Regions from separate parts of the Zea mays genome. Here regions 2, 3 and 4 are each linked to region 1. The links are chromatin contacts, called in public Hi-C maps. All regions are on one chromosome and are shown on one strand. The core of a region is the stretch at or near the end of the contact, and the rest is flanking DNA. Distances in the headings are between cores, read along the strand shown.

Region 1 (3,635 bases), core at 471-2,970:
TCCACTTGTGCTGCCAAGTGCCAGCCATGAAACAACACGTACGACCGCTTCACGAGTTCTCTGTTTCTACGAAGAAGAAGAAAAAACAAGGATTAAGACCCACCGACGTTTCGGTCCCACTAATATATATAATATATTACAAGTAAGTTTACAAGCTTAAATAGCGTTCATGCTTATTTAGACATTTTTTTCTTGTTAATCTTAGTTTTTTTAAAAAAATTACAACGTCATGGCTGCGACGACACGTATACACACATGAAATATACCGATTTAGTAAAAAAACACATACTGCATTTCACAAATTCAACAATAAATTTATATCACATACTGCATTTCACAAATTCAACAATAAATTTATATCATGCGGGAGGAACCCAAACTTAAGGTGTTGGTGGCTTCATTCGCACAAGTCGGTATCGTGAGTTGTTCAAAGTAGTATATCATAGTCGGTGTATGCATATATTCGCAGTATTGTTCCTCGTGTGCTCGACAAGGATAAGAGGAAGAAGGTGATCTTCTGATCGGTGGGCACTGAGCGGTCACGACGAAGCTCCGTAAAAACTCGATCGTCCGTACATCCGAGCAGGTGTCGCGCAAGGTCCGCAAGATGGCGAGATAAGAAAGAGCGACAAGAGCTCAGGAGTCAGGAAGGGGACACGAAGTGAAGAATAGTCAGCGGTGGCAGGTGGCGGCGCGCATGCGTGTGGCGGGCCATCTTGGCGAGGCAACTGTGACGCGCGTGCATGTGCGCCAGCGCTACATGTGTGCATGTGTCATGGTTCATTGTGGAGTGCGTTGGGATGGAAAAAAAATTTATCTATTGAGTTACCCATATATACTCGTGGGTATAAAATCTTACCCATATATATACTCGTACGGATAATTTTACGTGTCGAGTAACCCGTACCCGTTAGGAAAGTGTTAAATTCAAATATACCAATAAATACACATATAAAAAAAGTTCAACTTCATATATAACAAATCATATGATTACATAACTCGGTAGCTAAACAAATGATAGCTAAGTGTATTATTTTAGCTAAGATAGGTTCTATTAGATGGTTATAGTGGTATTGATGAGGGTATATTTTATCCATGGATAGTACCAACATGTACCCGTTGGCTAGACTGTTCAGTTCCTTTTGTGGCTTCTGCCTGTCTTGTTGGGCTGTAAATAAGAAAGTCTTATGTAGTTCATCGTAGGCCAAAACTTCTCCTGTTATCGTAGGCTCTTCACTGATCTCGTGATAGTGGTTAGAGTCTAGATAGAGTATTGGCCGTGTTCGATCTTTTGGGATGTTTTACCGCGGGGTGGCGGTTGTTTCAATCTTTCCTATTTCTTAATGAAATAGAGGGCTTCGCCCCTTCATAAAAAAAGTACCAACATGTACCTGTATCCGTCTACCCAACGGGTAGAGGTTATTTCCTATTAACATACCTACGGGTAAAAAAAATCGTCACGTATCTGCCTTATATCGGGTAAAATCCTGTCAGGTAGTCAGTTTTCGGCTACCTATTGCCATCTCTGGCAGTGTGTCATCTTAGCACTGAAAGAAATTTATTTCTGCTATTAGCAAATTTCATAGTTTCAGCAGCATGCTATGAGCAGCTCACATTTTTTAATTTTTTATTACCTTGGCACTTGGCAGTACTTCTGTCTAATGCAATAACTGTACCAAATTTTCTCTACGTAAATGGATACTCCACACGTTCACCGACCATGATGGACAAGGCTTTTTGGTTTGGGCCTTCCAATCGGTCCAAGAGCACGGGAGCCCATCTGACCGCGGCTCTAGTGGCCCGTCGTCCTCCTCTTCGCCGGTTTCCACACGTTCGCCGGCCGCCGCCCTCCCCGCTCCCTCTCCCGTCCGCTTGGTTGTTTACGCCTGCACCCAGGCTAGGGCAGGACATCCAACGCGCCACCTTGTACGGCTGCTGCCTGGGCCTGGTTTGAGTCTTTGACGAAACCGCAGAAGCATCCGGCGCCCGCGCTAGCCTCCTCCTCCCCCAAGCGTTGTTTCGCCGCCGTTCGATAGCTGAGGGCAGAGGCGGGCAAGTATAGGAGATGTCGGTGCTCATCGTCACCAGCGTGGGCGACATCGAGGTGGATCTCCACACCGACCGGTGCGCGCTCACCACCAAGAACTTCCTCAAGCTCTGCAAGTGAGTTTCTCGCGTCTAGGGCTTGTTCGATCTCTCTGGGGTTCGTCTATAATTTCTGACAACCAGCACTGCGGATGATTTATGTACTGCCCTGTGTCAAGCTCTTCAGTTGGCCAATTCGGCATAGTAGTGTCACTATTGGTTTGATTGTATTTTTTGGGTTGCAGTTGCAATAGGTACAAGTTGGTGATCCTGCATCTATCCGTAGTTTCCACATCAGTTTCGTGGGATTCCTAGTCCCAAATGTATTTAGCTGATTACTGATTTCTAGGCTCGTAGGTATGCTACCAGAAATTTCGAAACAATTGCGTTGCGGGTACTGGACCTTTATAGCGTTGATAGAGCCACAGTCTTAGGCGCCATCAAAGGATTCTATTCTGTTTCTTAGGTTTCTCGTTGTTGATTTTTATGACATTATGGGAACTGGATTTAGCTTCTACTGTGGCTCCTGCACTCAATTTCTTGCACAGTCTTGAATTTTCACCATTGGAGATTATGACTGCCTGCTCTTTTGTTATCACTAAATTATGGAAAATACTATCTCACGAGTTTCAGATTATCGTTTCAGATAATTAGGGTACTTATTCTCTGGTTTTCTTCTTTGACCGATCAGAATGAAGTACTACAATGGGTGTCTGTTCCACAAGGTGGAGAAGGATTTCTTGGCACAAACTGGCGATCCAACTGGAACTGGCACCGGTGGTGATTCCGTATACAAGTAAGTGATCCTTTTGGTTTGAACTTCTGAAATGTCTCCAAATTTTCATCTCTGAACCATATAATGTGGTATCCTGCATCTAGATATAACTAGTGTCTTCAATGGATACAGTACAAATATAGTTTTTGATAGTACAAATATGTTTGCTAGTCTCCATATGTATACAGTTGTTATTATTGAGGTATCTTATTATTACATACTGTTAAATGTATGCCTGAAAACTATATCTTATTTCCTCAGATTTCTCTATGGTGATCAAGCTCGATTTTTTGATGATGAAATCCGTCCAGAGTTGAGGCATTCTAAAACTGGAACCGTTGCTATGGCCAGTGCTGGTGAAAACTGCAATGCCTCGCAGGTGCAGTGCTGCCCCAGTGTCTTAATTGATAGTATTGGATGTTCCATTTTTCAGTACTTCGTTGCTTGTTTTGGCCTACGATTTATGTGCTTTTTAATGTTTTTAGTTCTACATTACCTTGCGGGATGACGTGGATTACCTTGATGATAAACACACTGTGAGCAGCACTTGATTCTGTTAACTGGTTTTTTCTTCTTCTTATGTACAAAATTCCCTTATTTGAACAATTCTTGTGTTTGTTCTGTTGACCATAGGTGTTTGGGATGGTTGCCGAAGGTTTTGATACGCTGACAAAAATAAATGAAGCTTATGTTGATGATAATGGAAGACCATTCAAGGACATAAGGTGGAGTTTTGAATTTTTTATTAATGTCTTAGTTACACCATTAAACGAAT
Region 2 (3,651 bases), core at 408-2,907, 420 kb before region 1:
CAAGGGGTAGTGTTAAGTAACCCTAGTTAGGATTATGTGGGCAAATACCGGCTTTGCCCCTGAGAGGTCTCAAATCTCTATATAAGGATCTGTACACCCCTTCATATTACAGAGAAGAGAAAGAGGTCATAGGCCCAACCCTACGTCATGTGCCTCGTGTGCTTCTGGGAAGGGATACGGGTCATCTACAACTTTTTGCGCCTCTACTGCTGACGGGAGGGAAGAGAGCGGATCTGGTGATCCGTGGTAACGTAGAGATCTTTGCTATTCATGCCGACCAGATCCGCCCGGCCCCCTCCATTTTGGCCACCCTGGCACCCTCTCGTCGTATTCCCCGGCAGCGCAAGATCTGCAAGATGATTGGTGCATGATAAATTGTTTTTGTTTCCTAGCTGCGGCAGCCACGTTCGCTGTCGACTGACCGCGACTGGCTCCAATGGTCCATTATGGCCAATTGGCCCACGACGACCCAACATGCTTCAATTCGTCCACTTACTATGTAGCTAGCAGCTGCATCCGTTCCCCTCACATCAGGTGAGACTAGAGTAGACTAAACACGGCGCGCGGCCGGGTCGCGCTACCATGCTTGCCGCCGTGCAGCCGCCGGCGGCCTCCGCCGTCATCAATCTTGCTCATGCTCGGCAGGCAGCCACATGTACGTGCCTCGTTCTTCTTCTTGTTTTTTTTTGCTCGTCGTTGCTTTTCAGACCGTAGGTGTGATTGCAGCGTCGTCTTTTTCTCTTCCATACCTCTCTTGCATTGGTTTTCTTTTCTGGGAGATTTTTTTTCATCACCTGGAACTTAGGAAACTTCACCACTAGCTATTTTACACGCTTTGCTACTACCTACCTTCTATTTCGCCGGCCTTCATCAGTTTGCCAAAGCTATGCAAATTGGTGTGTACGTCTTGGGTGCATGACATGCCAGCGCTATTCTATGCCGTCTATATATCTGCCCCTGTGGTGCACGCGGTGCTGCTTATTCTGCTTGGCATCGGGCTATAGATGAAAATATGTAGACTGATGGATGGATGTCCCGTAGGATCCATATAGATAGACAGATAGTAGTTCATTCATCAGGGAAACCAAAGAGGGAGGATGAAGAAGGGGAAGCGTAGAGATCTCGCCTTGGCATGCTATGCTGGCACAAGATGCAGATCTGCTTGTTCGTCAACGGTAGGTGCGGAAGCGCTGCTGCGTCTTCCTTTTTTTTTTCTTTTTTTTTTTTGAGAAAAAATAGGTGCGGAAGTGACGAGGCTACAGAGATGGGAGGGAGAGGCTTTCGAAGCTGAAAGGAACAGCGCACCCGCCGCCCACCTAGAAAAGCCCGGCCCGTGAACATTTCGAAACTCAAACAAAAGAAGGTGGAGACCCGCGTCATATAATCTCAGGCCCATGAAAAAAATTGCGCCAACTGTAGGGAAGCCCAAGCCCGCGAACATGCCGTGCCAGCCAAGACTCCAAGCCTACTGCCTACTGTCTACTGCCAGTGCCGCGAGCCGCGAGCCGCAGCCGCTTCACGAATCACGACGCGCGGCCGGAGCATATCCCCTGCCAGGCGTCCAGACCCAAACCGAACGTCTCAGACAGACTCCGGGCCTCCGGCTATACAAAAGGGCACCCGACCCGAGAACACCAGCCAGTGAATGATTGTGTGCGGGAGGAGCCCAAACCCTAGACCCCGCAGCCAAAGATCCCACCGCTCCACCAGAGGCGATCGAGGAGAGGACTCGAGACAACCCAACCCCGCCGCCGAGCTACATCGATCCATCGATGGCCCCGGACACGGAGACCACGCTTGCGATCCGCGACGACGAACCCGCCGCCGCCGAGGTAGATCGATCGATGGCCACGGACACGGAGTCGCCGACGCCGACGCCGGTGCCGACTCTTGCGATCCGCGACGAGGAAGAACCCGCCGCCGCCGCCGGAGCCGGAGCCGGAGCCCAGGTCCTAGAGGAAAGAAGCGTCGCCGTCATCCTGCAGGAGCTGCTCCAGCCCAGGGACCGGCGCGTCCAGGCTTCGGCCTTCTTCTTCGCCTGCGGAGGCTCCGTGGTGCTCCACGGGACCGTGGCCAACCTCGCGGACAACCCGGAGCATGTCCTGCTCGGATTCGGGCTGTTCACGGTCGGCGCGGCGCTCGCCTTCCTCACGCTCAGCGGCTCCGACCGCCTCGGGCGCGCTGCGGCTCGCGTGGAGGAAAAGCTCAGAGGATTGTTCCGCTCGCCCGCTGGCTAGATCCTGCAGCTAGCTAGTAGCGAAGCGAACCCTCGACGGTCCTTCTGTTTGAGTGTGCTAATAGTTCTACTAGTGTGCCGGCGTGGGCTGATGCTGGGCTCACCATGTGGTTTAATTTTGAGAATGTGTGCTTTGATTCTGTGTATATTACGAGATAAGTGTGATAGATGTAGTGGTAACTAAATAATTAAAGTTCTCCTTAGGGTCGATTGTAATTCCAATATCCCCTTTGAATATAATGTTTCCTTTCATATGACCTTCCATGCATGCATGATGAACTCATTTCCTCCATTAATTTTTGATCAGATCTGAATTTGTCCTGAGCTGACAGAGATCTGAATTACTAAGATAATATAAGGTAGACCTGTTTCATAACGGAGGTAAAAGGTAGCGGAGGGCTGGCTGGGGGAGGAGAGTGGAAGCTAGCGGAGAGTGGAAGCTGCATGCGGCTCTGCCGCCGTTGCCCATCTCGCTAGGTCCTTCCTCGATCTGCAATTGGCTACCTGCTAGGCTGCTACTGTGTGAGTTCCTTACCTCCTCACCTCTCTATTCTTCGTGCTTTCAGGCGACTGAAATTAAAGGTGGAAAGTCGAAAGCTTTCGGTAGCCGGTGGTGGGTGATTTCATGTCTTCCAGACCACCAAGCCCTTATTTTGTTGAGGCCTTAGGGGAGCTAGCTAGCGTGTGTGTGACCGGGCACAGCGGGCCGGCCGGCGGCGTCTGAGATGACGCCGGCAGGGACGGCCGGAGCCCGGAGGGAGGGTGTAGTAGCGGGGGGAGCGTGCGATGCATGGCGCGAATACGGAGACGAGTCCGAGAACGGGCGCAACCGATCCGGGAGTTTCAAGTTGATTCTACTACCGACTCCGTCCGACTCAAGACGAATCGTAGTCGATCTAGCTAGGCTTCGAAGTTCGCCAACTCGTTCTTAATTTTGTAGGCGCTTCAAGTTAAAGGATAGCGTTCTTCATTCATTCATTCTTTTTTTGTATGAAGGAAGATTATATTCATAGATAGTTTCAACTTTCAAGTGCATTACATGGAGGTGATACACACCCTTGAAACGTCTTCTAGCTAGCCTCTGCTTAAACAACATACAGCTTAAAAACAACAAAAAGATGATAACCCACACTCAGTGGCGGATCCAGGATTGATCCAAGAGAGGGACTAATAAGCTAAGTCTATAAAATTTTTTAAATCAAACAAAAAATATAATTGATATTTAATATGACACCAGAAACAAGATATAATTTAAACATTTAAGAAATATGTAGCCTAAAAATAAGTCGATACGAATTCTAGAAATACAATAATCAATACATATTGTTCATGAGTTGATGCTGCAAGATAAATTTATTTTCCGAGTTCTTAAGCCTTAAAAATGCTTCAAAATATTTTCATTTTAAATATCTACA
Region 3 (3,184 bases), core at 444-2,943, 270 kb before region 1:
GTCCCGGAAGACGGCGAACTCCGCTCCGCCCGACTCAGGGCTCGGACTCGGGCTAAGTCCCGGAAGACGGCGAACTCCGCTCCGCCCGACCCCAGGGCTCGGACTCCGCCCTGGTCTCAGACGACGACCTCCGCCTCGCCCGACCAGGGGCTCGGACTCGGCCTCGGCCACGGAAGACAGACTCGACCTCAGCTTCGGAGGAGCTTCCACCTCGCCCAGCCTAGGGCGTAGACCAACCACGTCAACGGGAGGCGCCATCATCACCCTACCCCGAGCTGACTCGGGCCGCAGGGAACAAGACCGGCGTCCCATCTGGCTAGCTCCGCCGGATAGGCAATGATGGCGTCCCGCATGCTCTGTGACGACGGCGGCTCTCAGCCCCCTTACGGAAGCAAGAGGATGTCAGCAAGGACCCAACCGCTCCGACAGCTGTCCCTCCGCCAGGCTCCATCGCTCCTCCGACGGCCACGACATCACACCAGCTGGGTGCCAAAATCTCTCCGGCTGCCACGACGGCATGTACTTAGGGCGCTAGCTCTCCCCCGCTAGACACGTAGCACTCTGCTACACTCCCATTGTACACCTGGATCCTCTCCTTACGCCTATAAAAGGAAGGACCAGGGCCCTCTTAGAGAGGGTTGGCCGCGTGGGGACGAGGACGAGACAGGCGCTCTCTTGGGGCCGCTCGCTTCCCTCTCCCGCGTGGACGCTTGTAACCCCCTACTGCAAGCGCACCCGACCTGGGCGCGGGACGAACACGAAGGCCGCGGGATTCCCACCTCTCTCACGCCGGTCTCCGGCCGCCTCGCTCCTCCCCCCTTCGCGCTCGCCCTCGCGCTCGACCCATCTGGGCTGGGGCACGCGGCGACACTCACTCGTCGGCCCAAGGGACCCCCCGGTCTCGGAACGCCGACAAACATATATGCATATACAAAATTATACTAAAAATTATAAAATTACTCACTTTGCCGGACGATGAGCCGGTGAAGCGAGCGCCGACGGGGTTGGGGCGGGCGCCGATGGTCACGGAGGCAGAGGCTCCGGCGACCACGGGCTGCATCCGAGCGGCTCCGGTGGCGTCAGGATGGGCACGGAGGCGGCCACGAGCTCGTGCTCGGGCTGGTCGTCGGGGCAGGACGGGAGGTCGCCGGGCGCGGGCTGGGCTTGGGCTTGGGCGGCGGCTGCTCTATTGCGGCGGTGGCGGCTTGGCATGCGAGCGAGCGGGAGAGACAGAGATATAATGAAACCATGCGGGAACGGGGGCGTCGGTTAAAATTCTTTATTTCCGAAAGTCACTCTGACAGCCGTACATAAGATTATATCCGACGGGCTATCTGATAACCCTCAGCTATTCCTAATTACTTCTGACGGCGGTCTGTGGCCGTCGGACATAACCTTATGTCTGACGGTCTCTTATGGAATCGTCGGACATAAAGTGACCGTCGGACTTTTACTGTTTTACTACAGTGAATCCAAATTTAAATAGACATATAGCCACGCGGGTAAAAACGGTCAGCCTGGATGGACGAGCAGGCGCTGATCCTGATCTGATCGGTGAGGGCCGCTGGCACGCATTCATCAGGCGGGCGTGTGCATGGGCGCGCATTGATTCCTTCACACGTGTGCCCTGTGCAGGGACCTGCCGGCAGGTGGGCTGGCGCTGAGGAGACGACGACGACGACTCACATCAGGAAAGCGCACGCAGCGCTGTGATGATCCATGCGGAGCCCATATACAGCAATGCAGCAGCACAACAGTACTGTAGACACACACGCACGCGTTACTGTTTTGCTTGCTTTGCATGCCGCATCCTCGGTACGTGCCCCTGCTAATTAGCCTAGCTAGCACGGAATGTCTATCTGACAACTGTAGTTGTCACGGCATTGGTTGTTGTAGACGTCACGTCGAGCCAGGGGGCTGGAATGGATGCATGGGTTAATCTGCTGATGGGTGGCGCATGGCACGGTAGTAGCTGGAGTGTCCATCAACGTGCACTCAGCGTGCAGGTGGCCAGATATATGCATGGATTCCGATCGGCCGTAGGAGATCCCCGCTCGCCGCACAGAGCGGCCGTCCGCGCTCGTCGGTGACGCGACGTCTCCACCACCCTCGCCGCGCACATCGATGGCCTGGACCGGAGAAGGGTCGATGCGTGAAAAGACTGGCGAGGACGCGAGGTGACGTCCCATCCTTTCCCTGCGTTGGCTCTGGCTGCGTTGCCGGTCGCCGACCCGGGCACCCAGACGACCTGACGGATCCCGAGTGCCGACGACACTTGTTGGGATGTTAAACTTTTAATAAAATTTGTCATACAAATTTTTATTTTTATTTTTAACATTAAGATTATTATGATTTATAAATGATAGATCTTAAATTCTCTTTTTAAATAATTAATATAATACTTAAGGTGGAGATATTTCCATAGCTTGATGGATGATAGGTTACTAGTAACAGTCATTTTTATGTCTTAGAGTTACTAGTAACAGTCATTTTTATGTCTTAGAGTTACTAGTAACAGTCATTTTGATGGATTACAAGTAACGATGGACAATTTTATGTGTTAGAGTTAGTAGTAACTCTCATATTGATGGCTAGTTTATAGTTGCCGTTATATATGATGGCACCTACTCACATTCATGTGTACGCCTATATAAGAATGGACAATTCTTTGATCTATAGAGAGGATCAGAATTTTCCATTGACTCTCACACACACTTCTACTTCGTGTTCTGCTTTCCCGGCTCTGTGATTTTAGGGCGCATGAGACACGGAGTAAGTAGGCCTCTAAAACCATCGTTGTTGTAAGAGATCCTGCTCGGGATAGGCGACTGATCAGGTTGTTGGGGACCACACAACGCGACTGCTTGATCGATGTCGACTCGTTAGTGACATCGACTTGTTCGCGGGAACCTGTTCTTCCTCTTCCTGGTGCCTGTTCGCGGGACTGCACTGCGAGCATCGTCCTGCACCGAATTCTGATCGACTACATCGAACATACACACGAGATGTCTCGTGTGAATGGAGTCATCAGTGCTCTAAGCATTGGTCCCTCCACAGGATACTCACTATTACTTATTTTTATGCTTGTTATTCTACTGTTAACTGCTATTGTGAGTAGTTATTGCACACATGCACATATCTGTCATCACATTTATCGCGCTATATTTCTACATTAAATTGAATA
Region 4 (3,636 bases), core at 1,057-3,556, 350 kb before region 1:
GAGAAAAACCCGAGAGCGGCTGGTTTGCTCTGTGCTGGTCTGGCGCACCGGACACTGTCCGGTGCACACCGGACAGTCCGGTGCCCCAGTCCGAAGCAGCCTTTGGCTGTACACAGCCACTCTCCACTTCTTTTCTTTTCTTCTTTTTCCTGTTTCTAACACTTAGACAAGATGTTAGTACACAAAACTAATGTACTAAGGCTTAGAAACATACCTTTACTTGTGATTTGCACTTTGTTCATCTATGGGCATATTTTCACATTTAAGCACTTGTGTTTGCACTCAATCACCAAAATACTTAGAAATGGCCCAAGGGCACATTTCCCTTTCAGGTTCGTGGACTCCTCTCGCCCTGACATGGTCTGCCGACTCAACAGGTCCCTCTGCGGCCTCAAGCAGGCCCCCCGAGCGTGGCACTCCAGACTTGCTATGTTTTTGGTGACCCTGGGCTTCATGGAGGCCAAGTCAGACACGTCTCTGTTTGTCCACCATCATGGAACAGAGACTGCCTACTTGCTTCTCTACGTGGATGACATTGTCCTCACCGCCTCCAGTCAGTCTCTTCTTCGCCGCCTTGTCGACGCGCTTCAGCGGGAGTTCCCGGTCAAGGATCTGGGCGTGCTTCACCATTTCCTGGGGGTCACTGTTGAGGCTCGTCCCTCCAGACTCCTTCACCAGCGGCAGTACACTCTTGACATTCTGGAGCAGGCCAAGATGATTGCCTGCAAGCCCTGCTCTACCCCAGTCGACACGCAGGCGAAGCTCTCTGAGGCCCAGGGTGACCCAGTCGAGGACCCCACCGGGTACAGGAGTCTCGCTGGTGCTCTTCAGTACCTCACCTTCACCAGGCCGGACATCTCCTACGCAGTGCAGCAGATCTCTCTCCATATGCACGACCCCCGGGAGCCCCACCTCGCGGCTCTCAAGCGCCTCCTCCGCTACCTCCGGGGCACTGTCGACTACGGGCTGCTTCTTCACCGGTCTACCTCCTCCGAGTTGGTCGTCTATACCGACGCTGACTGGGCCGGGTGCCCAGACACTCGGCGCTTCACATCCGGCTACGCCTTCTTCTTAGGCGGCAACCTGGTGTCCTGGTCGTCGAAGCGCCAGCCGGTCGTCTCCCGCTCGAGCGCCGAGGCGGAGTACCGTGCCGTGGCCAACGACGTGGCGGAGGCTGCCTGGCTCCGGCAGCTCCTCGCCGAGCTTCACAGTCCCCTCTCCAGGAGCACATTGGTCTACTGCGACAACGTCAGCGCGGTCTACCTCTCCACCAACCCAGTGCAGCACCAGCGGACCAAGCATGTAGAGATCGATCTACATTTCGTCCGTGATTATGTCGCCGTCGGTGCTGTTCGGGTCCTCCACGTCCGGACCACCTCCCAGTTTGCTGATATCTTCACCAAGGGTCTTCCGTCCTCGACCTTTGCCGAGTTTCGCTCCAGCCTCAACATCAGTAGTGGCTAGTTGCGTCTGTGGGGGGATCCTATGGTGTAATGTGTCTTCCTTTTGCGTCCAGTCTGTGAACTCCACTGCGACGGAAGTTCAGACTGCGGGGAGTGTTAGAGTATATGGTTAGACCCATGTGGCTAGGCCCATGCGGCCCATGTACAAACAATATATAGCTACCCTCTAGGGTTAGCCCTAATAATCAAGTCATTTACGCTGACATAATCCACATTTTCCCTCCTGCGTTTTTTTTTCATGTGAACTAAACCACCTTTTTCGAGTAAAATTTCCATGTGAACTAATCCACGTTTTTTTCCTGCCGTGCAAGTTTGTCATGTGAACTATTTTTTATAATGCTCAATTTTCCATGTGAACTATGTCCCCTGATACGTAATTTTTGAGATTTTATTAAATTTATGCAATAGTCTATCACCTGAAAGTGTGTAAGTTGTTGTTAAATATACCATAGTGGGTAAAAAATTATACATATCAGGGTCACCAAATGAAAAACTAAGCATGAATTATCTCATCACTTAGATATCGTAGTTGAGGTTGAATATAAACCAACATGAGTCGAGTTGGCTAGTGAGTGGGAGCTTAGGCATTCTGCTCAAGGCATCTTGGGTTCGATTCTTGAGTCTAGAGGGTAGAACGGAGGAGGGGCAGAACGGGGTGGCAGCCTACCACTTACATTCTTCATAGTAGTAGAGATATTTGGTGTGTGTACAACAAAACTACAAAAGTAATACTACCGGTTGTGTGTGTGTGTTTACAAAGACAATAGCCGTAACAATATGTGATTGAGCTGCTGCACTAATATGGGCCGCTGTATTCCAGGCCGGGCCCCAGGAAAGCCCATCACGAAACTGGTTCCAGTCGATATGTTGCGGCCTGCGGGGGACAGGGCAGACCGCGGGACACTGTTTATTAGTGGGAGGAAAGGAAGTCCCCTCATCAAATTAGTAGCCCAGCCTAGGTTATATCAACTTATTCTATGGCTTTTTTTCAAATTACCAAGAAGACTATGCAAGCTTATCGATAGCATTATTCGAAGTTTTTTTGTTGAAGAGCAACGAAGGAAAGTGTCATACATGTTGGGTTGCTTGGCAGAAGATGACCGTACCAAAGTATATGGGCGGTTTTGGCCTTCATGATATGGAGTTTTTTTAAAAAAACTTAACTCTACTCACTCGCCAGGCTTGTGGATTTTGTAGGATCCAGGGGCGTTGAGTTGACGCATTCTGATTCAATATGTCCATTAGAATATGCTCAAAATTAAAATGTTTATTACTTAAAAATATAGCATTGTTGTTGCTTCAAAGAAAATTAAGATGATGGTTGAATCTTGCATCGTATCATTGCTGCCTATTTTACCTATTTGATTCGTTTCTGATCACCTTGGTCAGAAGGATACATATGAATTTTCTGAAGTACTGCTAATAAACTTATTTCTTGTTGATACAGTGAGCCTGAGCCCTTCGGAATGGTTCCCTCATCGTCACTACAGTAAAAGGAACAATTTCCGACGACCAAAGCCGTCGGACATAAGGATTGAACCGTCGGAGATAACCTATGTCCGACGGCATCAACCTATGTCCGACGGTTTTAGGCCGTCGGAGATTGTAATTTAACGGGACCCTAAATCATATAAAATAACCTTATTTTCGAGGGCATAATAATTACCCTCGGAAATTAATAATTTAAATTATATAGACACCACTACATAACATTATCATGGGTGACAAATCATATAAAATGACCTTATTTCCGAGGGCATAATAATTACCCTCAAAAATTAAAAATTAAAATTATCTAAGCACCACTAATTAAACGAAAACAAACTAAATTAATTACATAATCAAATTTCGCCATATAATCAAATTTAGGCCCTCGGATATAATAAGATAAACATTATTTAACATACTAACTATTAAATAACAACATTGGAAACTACAAACAATATTAATATATACAAAATAATATATTAATATTTTGTATTAATATATTAAATACATTAATATTAAATACCTTACACCGGCGGTGTGGGCGACGGGGCGAGCGGGGCCGCGGCCGGCGGATGGTGGCGGGCGTCGACGGCGGGCGGGTGGGGCGGCGACAGGCGTCGACGGCGGGCGGGCGGGGCGGCGGGCGTCGACGGTGGGCGGGGCGTCGTCGACGGCGGCGGCGAGC

Evidence for each region. Hi-C and Micro-C count contacts between places; a contact is called where the count stands out from the background.
Region 2: a contact with region 1 is called in a Hi-C map of ear, with 4 times the contacts expected there. The contact joins the promoter of LOC100278674 here to the promoter of LOC100216940 in region 1. A contact is called at or near these places in 7 of 25 Hi-C or Micro-C datasets (bundle sheath, ear, endosperm and 3 more).
Region 3: a contact with region 1 is called in a Hi-C map of tassel, with 2.4 times the contacts expected there. The contact joins the enhancer-like site here to the promoter of LOC100216940 in region 1. A contact is called at or near these places in 2 of 25 Hi-C or Micro-C datasets (endosperm and tassel).
Region 4: a Hi-C map of leaf shows a contact between it and region 1, with 8 times the contacts expected there. The contact joins the enhancer-like site here to the promoter of LOC100216940 in region 1. A contact is called at or near these places in 8 of 25 Hi-C or Micro-C datasets (bundle sheath, ear, leaf and 1 more).

Annotation. Positions count from the first base shown.
Region 1 is chr6:102,099,713-102,103,347 of Zm-B73-REFERENCE-NAM-5.0, forward strand. LOC100216940 (peptidyl-prolyl cis-trans isomerase CYP59) reads left to right here and starts at 1,721. Exons shown (of 14, transcript XM_008649233.2): 1 at 1,721-2,163; 2 at 2,777-2,881; 3 at 3,122-3,239; 4 at 3,346-3,396; 5 at 3,494-3,585. The coding sequence starts at 2,066.
Region 2 is chr6:101,684,766-101,688,416 of Zm-B73-REFERENCE-NAM-5.0, forward strand. It overlaps LOC100278674, which reads left to right and starts at 1,658. Exons shown (of 1, transcript NM_001175072.1): 1 at 1,658-2,487. The coding sequence starts at 1,773. The coding sequence ends at 2,237. It overlaps LOC103629645, which reads left to right and starts at 462. Exons shown (of 3, transcript XM_035960031.1): 1 at 462-655. The coding sequence starts at 635.
Region 3 is chr6:101,828,173-101,831,356 of Zm-B73-REFERENCE-NAM-5.0, forward strand. No RefSeq gene overlaps it. Among protein-coding and RNA genes, the nearest start is that of LOC103629646, 90 kb to the right of the region's middle. Within about 2 kb of position 1,694, at least 13 of the 20 cell types and tissues checked have an H3K27ac peak or open chromatin away from gene starts, as enhancers often do. A contact at or near this core is called in tassel, where this site is marked.
Region 4 is chr6:101,753,330-101,756,965 of Zm-B73-REFERENCE-NAM-5.0, forward strand. No RefSeq gene overlaps it. Among protein-coding and RNA genes, the nearest start is that of LOC100278674, 69 kb to the left of the region's middle. Within about 2 kb of position 2,307, at least 14 of the 20 cell types and tissues checked have an H3K27ac peak or open chromatin away from gene starts, as enhancers often do. A contact at or near this core is called in bundle sheath, ear, leaf and 1 more, where this site is marked.